Linked DNA regions of Mus musculus: region 1 is linked to region 2. The links are chromatin contacts, called in public Micro-C maps. All regions are on one chromosome and are shown on one strand. The core of a region is the stretch at or near the end of the contact, and the rest is flanking DNA. Distances in the headings are between cores, read along the strand shown. Region 1 overlaps Samd12 (sterile alpha motif domain containing 12). Region 2 has its middle 69 kb from the start of Ext1.

The links. Hi-C and Micro-C count contacts between places; a contact is called where the count stands out from the background.
Region 1: a Micro-C map of macrophages shows a contact between it and region 2, with 3 times the contacts expected there. The contact joins two enhancer-like sites. A contact is called at or near these places in 1 of 15 datasets of contacts at CTCF or cohesin (the NIH/3T3 cell line), 6 of 484 Hi-C or Micro-C datasets (B cells, conventional type 1 dendritic cells, liver and 3 more) and 1 of 115 datasets of contacts at active chromatin or transcription factors (neural progenitor cells).

What each region holds. Positions count from the first base shown.
Region 1 is chr15:53,555,250-53,557,949 of GRCm38.p6, reverse strand. The region is part of intron 4 of Samd12 (sterile alpha motif domain containing 12); the gene reads left to right. Among named protein-coding and RNA genes, the nearest start is that of Gm23200, 57 kb to the left of the region's middle. Within about 2 kb of position 1,314, at least 41 of the 459 cell types and tissues checked have an H3K27ac peak or open chromatin away from gene starts, as enhancers often do. A contact at or near this core is called in conventional type 1 dendritic cells, macrophages and peritoneal macrophages, where this site is marked.
Region 2 is chr15:53,413,545-53,416,244 of GRCm38.p6, reverse strand. It overlaps a transcript of Samd12 not described here. Among named protein-coding and RNA genes, the nearest start is that of Ext1, 69 kb to the right of the region's middle. Within about 2 kb of position 1,269, at least 34 of the 459 cell types and tissues checked have an H3K27ac peak or open chromatin away from gene starts, as enhancers often do. A contact at or near this core is called in conventional type 1 dendritic cells, macrophages and peritoneal macrophages, where this site is marked.

The sequences.
Region 1 (2,700 bases), core at 65-2,564, 140 kb before region 2:
AATTGTTGTTACACAACACTACGCTTATATGCCACACACACACACACACACACACACACACACACACGAACTAGCATACACAGAAACACAGCGTATTTCAGGCACAGAGTGTCTTGCACATGTTTTGTTGTTTTGTTTTTTGACTGTTTGCTTGTTTTTTTATCCAACTCAGTTTTACAGCTGATGAAACATGTGTTGGGTCATCCAGATTATAAGGTCTTCAGGGAGATTTGCAGGGGTAAGACACGGTGTGTGTGTGTCTGTGTGTCTGTGTGTCTGTCTGTCTGTGTGTGTCTCTGTGTGTGTGTGTGTGTGTGTGTGTGTGTCTGTGTGTGTGTGTGTGTGCATTGGGCGATTCCTACTTGTTTTCACCTTGATGAACTAAGATTTCTGATTTCAGATGAATTCCCATGACAGGAAAACATATCTTTTTCCTGTTTCGTTTTGTTTTGTTTTGTTTTGTTTTGTTTTGTTTTGTTTTGTTTTGTTTTGTTTTGTTTTGCTTTGTTTTTTAAGAACACAAAATAACGGGGGTCTGGAGAGATGGCTCAGTGGTTAAGAGCACTGACTGCTCTTCCAGAGGTCCTGAATTCAATTCCCAGCAACCACATGGGGGCCCACCACCATCTATAATGGGATCCAATGTTCTCTTCTGGTGTGTCTGAAGACAGCTACAGTGTACCCATATATATTAAATAAATAAATCTTAAATTAAAAAGAACACACAAAAAATTTACTTTTTGTTTTTTGGTTTTTCAAGACAGGGTTTCTCTGTGTAGTCCTGGCTGTCCTGGAACTCAATTTTGTAGACCAGGCTGGCCTCAAACTCAGAAATTCACCTGCCTCTGCCTCCCAAGTGCTGGGATTAAAGGCATGCACCACCTCTGCCTGGCTAATTTTTTATTTTTTAATTTTAAATAATACAGGATTTTTAAAAATGTAATCTAAAGAATAGCACGTGAAAATTTTTAAAATACCACATGAGAATAACAAGTGATATTTTACTGAAGATTGCAAACTAAAAATTTACTAAAATAAAACCTACATGTATTTTAAACTAAATAAAAAATGTTTAGTTTAGCCTATCTTTTAAATTTAATGTTTTAAGTTTTTTATACATGTATGTATTGTATACTGAGCACATACCTCCTTATACTTTTCTGCCTAAATCATGGTTTACAATATAGTCACTGTTACACTGAAGTTCATTTTTGTATCGTTAGCCTGGCTTTTCTAAAGCTCAGCCTATTCAGAACAGAATCTGCCTGGTTGTGCTGGTGAATGGGTGTCAACCGAGAAACACAAAGCTGGAGATGTTCTTGCTTCCTGTTTCTGTGACCCAGTCCCTCTCAGTGCTCAGGGCTTCCAGGTCCCACCAACCAGGATTCCCAATTATCGTGAATGAGGGGTACCCTGCCAGCTTATGACACACTGCCTTAGGGATAAGAGAAGAAAATATTTTCATCCCAATAGACTCGGGGAGTGGTAGTCGTACTTAGCCTTTATTAGTTCTTTTTAAAATGCTGGGAAAAAAAATAAGGTTGGACAAGTTTCAGAAGAAGAACAAAAGGGGAATTGCTAAGAAACAGGAAACAAGCCATATGCAGAAAGCGACAGGCCCCAACAAAACCAAAGAAATGCCTCCCCTGACTTTGTCTCACAGAGAAGGAAGTGATACAGCTTCCTAATATATGACCCTGCTGTGATGGGCCTCTGCTTGAGAAGGAAACAATGGTCTTGGAGGGCCCAGGTTTTACATGAATTTTAAGTAGCAGTTTCTATATGTCCACCATGTAGTAGCGATGGACCATTCTGATACACAGTGTCCCAGACACTTTAGGTAGGTCTGGTGTTGAAAATGAATCCTATTATTTCCAAAGCCTGCATCCACTTCTTCTATACCACATTTTCAGAAGCAGGAGTACTTCCCAATGGTCCATCATGTTGGTGGGTTTTTATTAAGAGATGGCAGTGAGGTAAGAAATGAAACTCCAGAAGAACGAAGACCAAAGTGTGAACAGTTCGCCCCTTCTTAGAACTGGGAACAAAACACCCATGGAAGGAGTTACAGAGACAAAGTTTGGAGCTGAGACGAAAGGATGGACCATCTAGAGACTGCCCCACCCAGGGATCCATCCCATAATCAGCCACCAAATGCAGACACTACTGCATATGCCAGCAAGATTTTGCTGAAAGGACCCTGATATAGCTGCCGCTTGTGAGGCTATGCCAGTGCCTGACAAACACAAAAGTGGATGCTCAGAGTCAGCTATTGGATGGAACACAAGGCCCCCAATGGAGAAGCTAGAGAAAGTACCCAAAGAGCTGAAGGGGTCTGCAACCCTATAGGTGGAACAACAATATGAACTAACCAGTACCCCCAGAGCTTGTGTCTCTAGCTGCATATGTAGCAGAAGATGGCCTAGTTGGCCATCATTGGGAAGAGAGGCCCCTTGGTCTTACAAACTTTATATGCCCCAGTACAGGGGAACGCCAGGGCCAAGAAGTGGGAGTGGGTGGGTAGGGGATCAGGGATGGGGAAAGTGTATAGGGGAATTTTGGGATAGCATTTGAAATGTAAATGAAGAAAATACCTAATAAAAAATTGGAAATAAAAAAAAAGAAGGCTATTGATGGCAGAAAATAGTGTTGGTTCTTTATTGTTTATATTTATATTTTATTAACTTATTTATCAAATAG
Region 2 (2,700 bases), core at 20-2,519:
GTAGGAGATGCTCTAGAGATGTGAACAACAGAGGCACAGAGGCCAGGTAGGATGCCAGCAACAATCCTGATAAAAGTCAAGGAAGACCTCAGTGGAAAAGGCAATCGAGAAAATGAGAGAGAAAGACATTTTGAATGTAGATTAAAGAGATTTAAAACAAATTGGATGAGAGGATGACGGAAGCATAGGAACCAAGAGTAAAGTTCAAGTTTCTAAATTAGACAACTGGATAGCTTATGAAACCATTAGTTCCCGTTAAAAAATATAGGAAGGGAGGGGTTGGGAGATGGCTTACTGGGTAAAGTTCTTACTGTGCCAGAGGAAGAGCTGATGTATATGTCTATAACTCCAGCCAGGAAGAGACAGAGACAGGTGGATCCTAGGAACTTCCTGGGCACCCAGTCTAATCGAAATAACAAGCCCCAGGCTTAAGGAAAAATCTTGTCTCAAAAAATAACATACAGTGGTAGAGGAACACACCTGATATCCACCACATGAGCACAAGTGGGTACATGCACCCCCCACATACATGTGCACACCAAACATATTCATACAAATACACACACACACACACACACACACACACACACACACACATGAAACTGAGGCATTTTTCCTTTGGGAATATAGGGAGGAAAGGGAAGAGTGGAGATACTACTCTTGCCTAGAGGAATTCGTAACCTATGGTTTGGTGTATGGTCAACACTCTTGGAAAGCAGTAATAAGGAACAAGTTGAGGTCTACAGCCAACTAAAGAAACCCAGCTTCCTCGAGTCATGCAAGCAAGCTTATTCTCAGAGCCACTGATAATTCTAGGCTAAGCCATTACGGGGAGTTAACAGGATAATTGCTATTTCTTTCCAAATCTCCCTGGAGATGGTTTCAAGGATTGACTTCTTTCTATAGCTACACTCTTTGTAGTGAGTCTGTGCACAAGTTTTCATAAAAGAAGAATATATTTGTTTTTCTCTTGACTTTGAGTTTGACTAATAAGGTATCGGTAAATGTGATTCCAACCGGGACCTGGAAGATGACTGTGCAGTAGGCCTCACCCTTCTAGATTTCACTCCCCACTATACAAATTAGAACTACTCTGAGATTCCATCTTAGCCCAGTCATAGTGGCTAAGAACTACAGTAACAACAGCTATAATCGTTGACAACAAATTCTAGCATTTATATGGGCAAAGGAAAATACTCATTCATTGTTAGTGGAAGTGAAACTCAGTAGTCAGTATGAAACCAGTCTGGAGCTTCCTCAAAAACAACTAGAAATGAATGTTCCACATGATCCAGCTCTGCCACCTCTTGTCATCGTTACAAAGGACTCTCTATCCTACTACAGAGACACTTGCTTATCCATTTTAACATATCCATGCCCACAATAGGCAGAAAATGAAAACTACATAGATGTTGGTCAATTGATAATGACACCATGGTATATTTACAAAATAAAGTATCATTTTGCTATAAAGAAAAAAGGAAAAGTTAAAGTTCTTAGGTAAATGGTAGAGCAAGAAACCACCATTCTGAGTGAGATAACTGAAACCCAGAAAGATGAAGGCCACATGTCCTCTCTTCTATGTGCATTCTAGCTTTGAATCTTTGGATGTGGGTGTTGAAATTGGAATACTCATAGAAGCAAGGAAACTGGGAAGGGGCTGTGGAGGTTTTAAGAGAAGGAGGGTGAAACACAGATGGTGTGAGGGAGAACGGAGAAATTAATGGAAAGGGAAGGGTTAAATGCGATTGGGGATGAGAGGGCAGAGAACTTAGTATGAGGAAGGTACTGAAGACCAATGAAGAGGCCATATTGAACCTACTACCATAGAAGCTTCCTAAAGTACGTTCAAACACAGATACAATGAAGTTTTAATTTTTTAATAAATTAATTAATTTTTTTACACTCCAGATTTTATTCCCCCCCACCATCCACCCTCTGACTAGTTCACATCCCATACCTCCTCCAAACCCCCCATCTCCACATGGATGTCCCCACCCCCCACCCCACCTGACCTCCAATCTCCCTGGAGCCGCTAGTCCCTTGAGGGTTAGGTGCATCATCTCTGAATGAACATAGAACCAGCAGTCCTCTGCTGTATGTGTATTGAGGGCCTCATAGCAAATGGTGTGTGCAGCCTGGTTGGTAGTCCAGTGTTTAAGAGATCTCAGAGATCCAGATTAATTGAGACTGCTGATCCTCCTACAGGGTCACCCTTCTCCTCAGCTTCTTTCTGCCTTTCCCTAAATCAACAACAGGGGTCAGCTGCTTCTGTCCATCGGCTGGGTGCAAATATCTGTGTCTGGCACTTTCAGCTGCTTGTTGGGTCTTCTGGAGTGAGGTCATTCTAGGTCCCTTTTTGTGAGCGCTCCATAGCCTTGGGACCTCCCCTTGAACTGGTTCCCACTTTGGACCTTCTTTTCCTCAGGTTCCTCTACATTTCCATCCCTGTAATTCCTTCAGACAGGAACAATTGTGAGTCAGAGTTGTGACTATGGGATGCCCTTTCTTCCTGCTGGAGGTGTGCTCTGTAAATTCCCTCTCCCTACTGTTGGGAATTTCCTCCCAGGTCTCCGGTGCATTCTGGAGGGTCCCCTCCACCCCCTACCTCTGGAGGTTGCCAGTTTCCATTCTTTCTGCTGGTCCTCAGGACTTCATTCCTTTTCCCTCACCCAGTACCAGATCAGGTTCCTCTCCCCC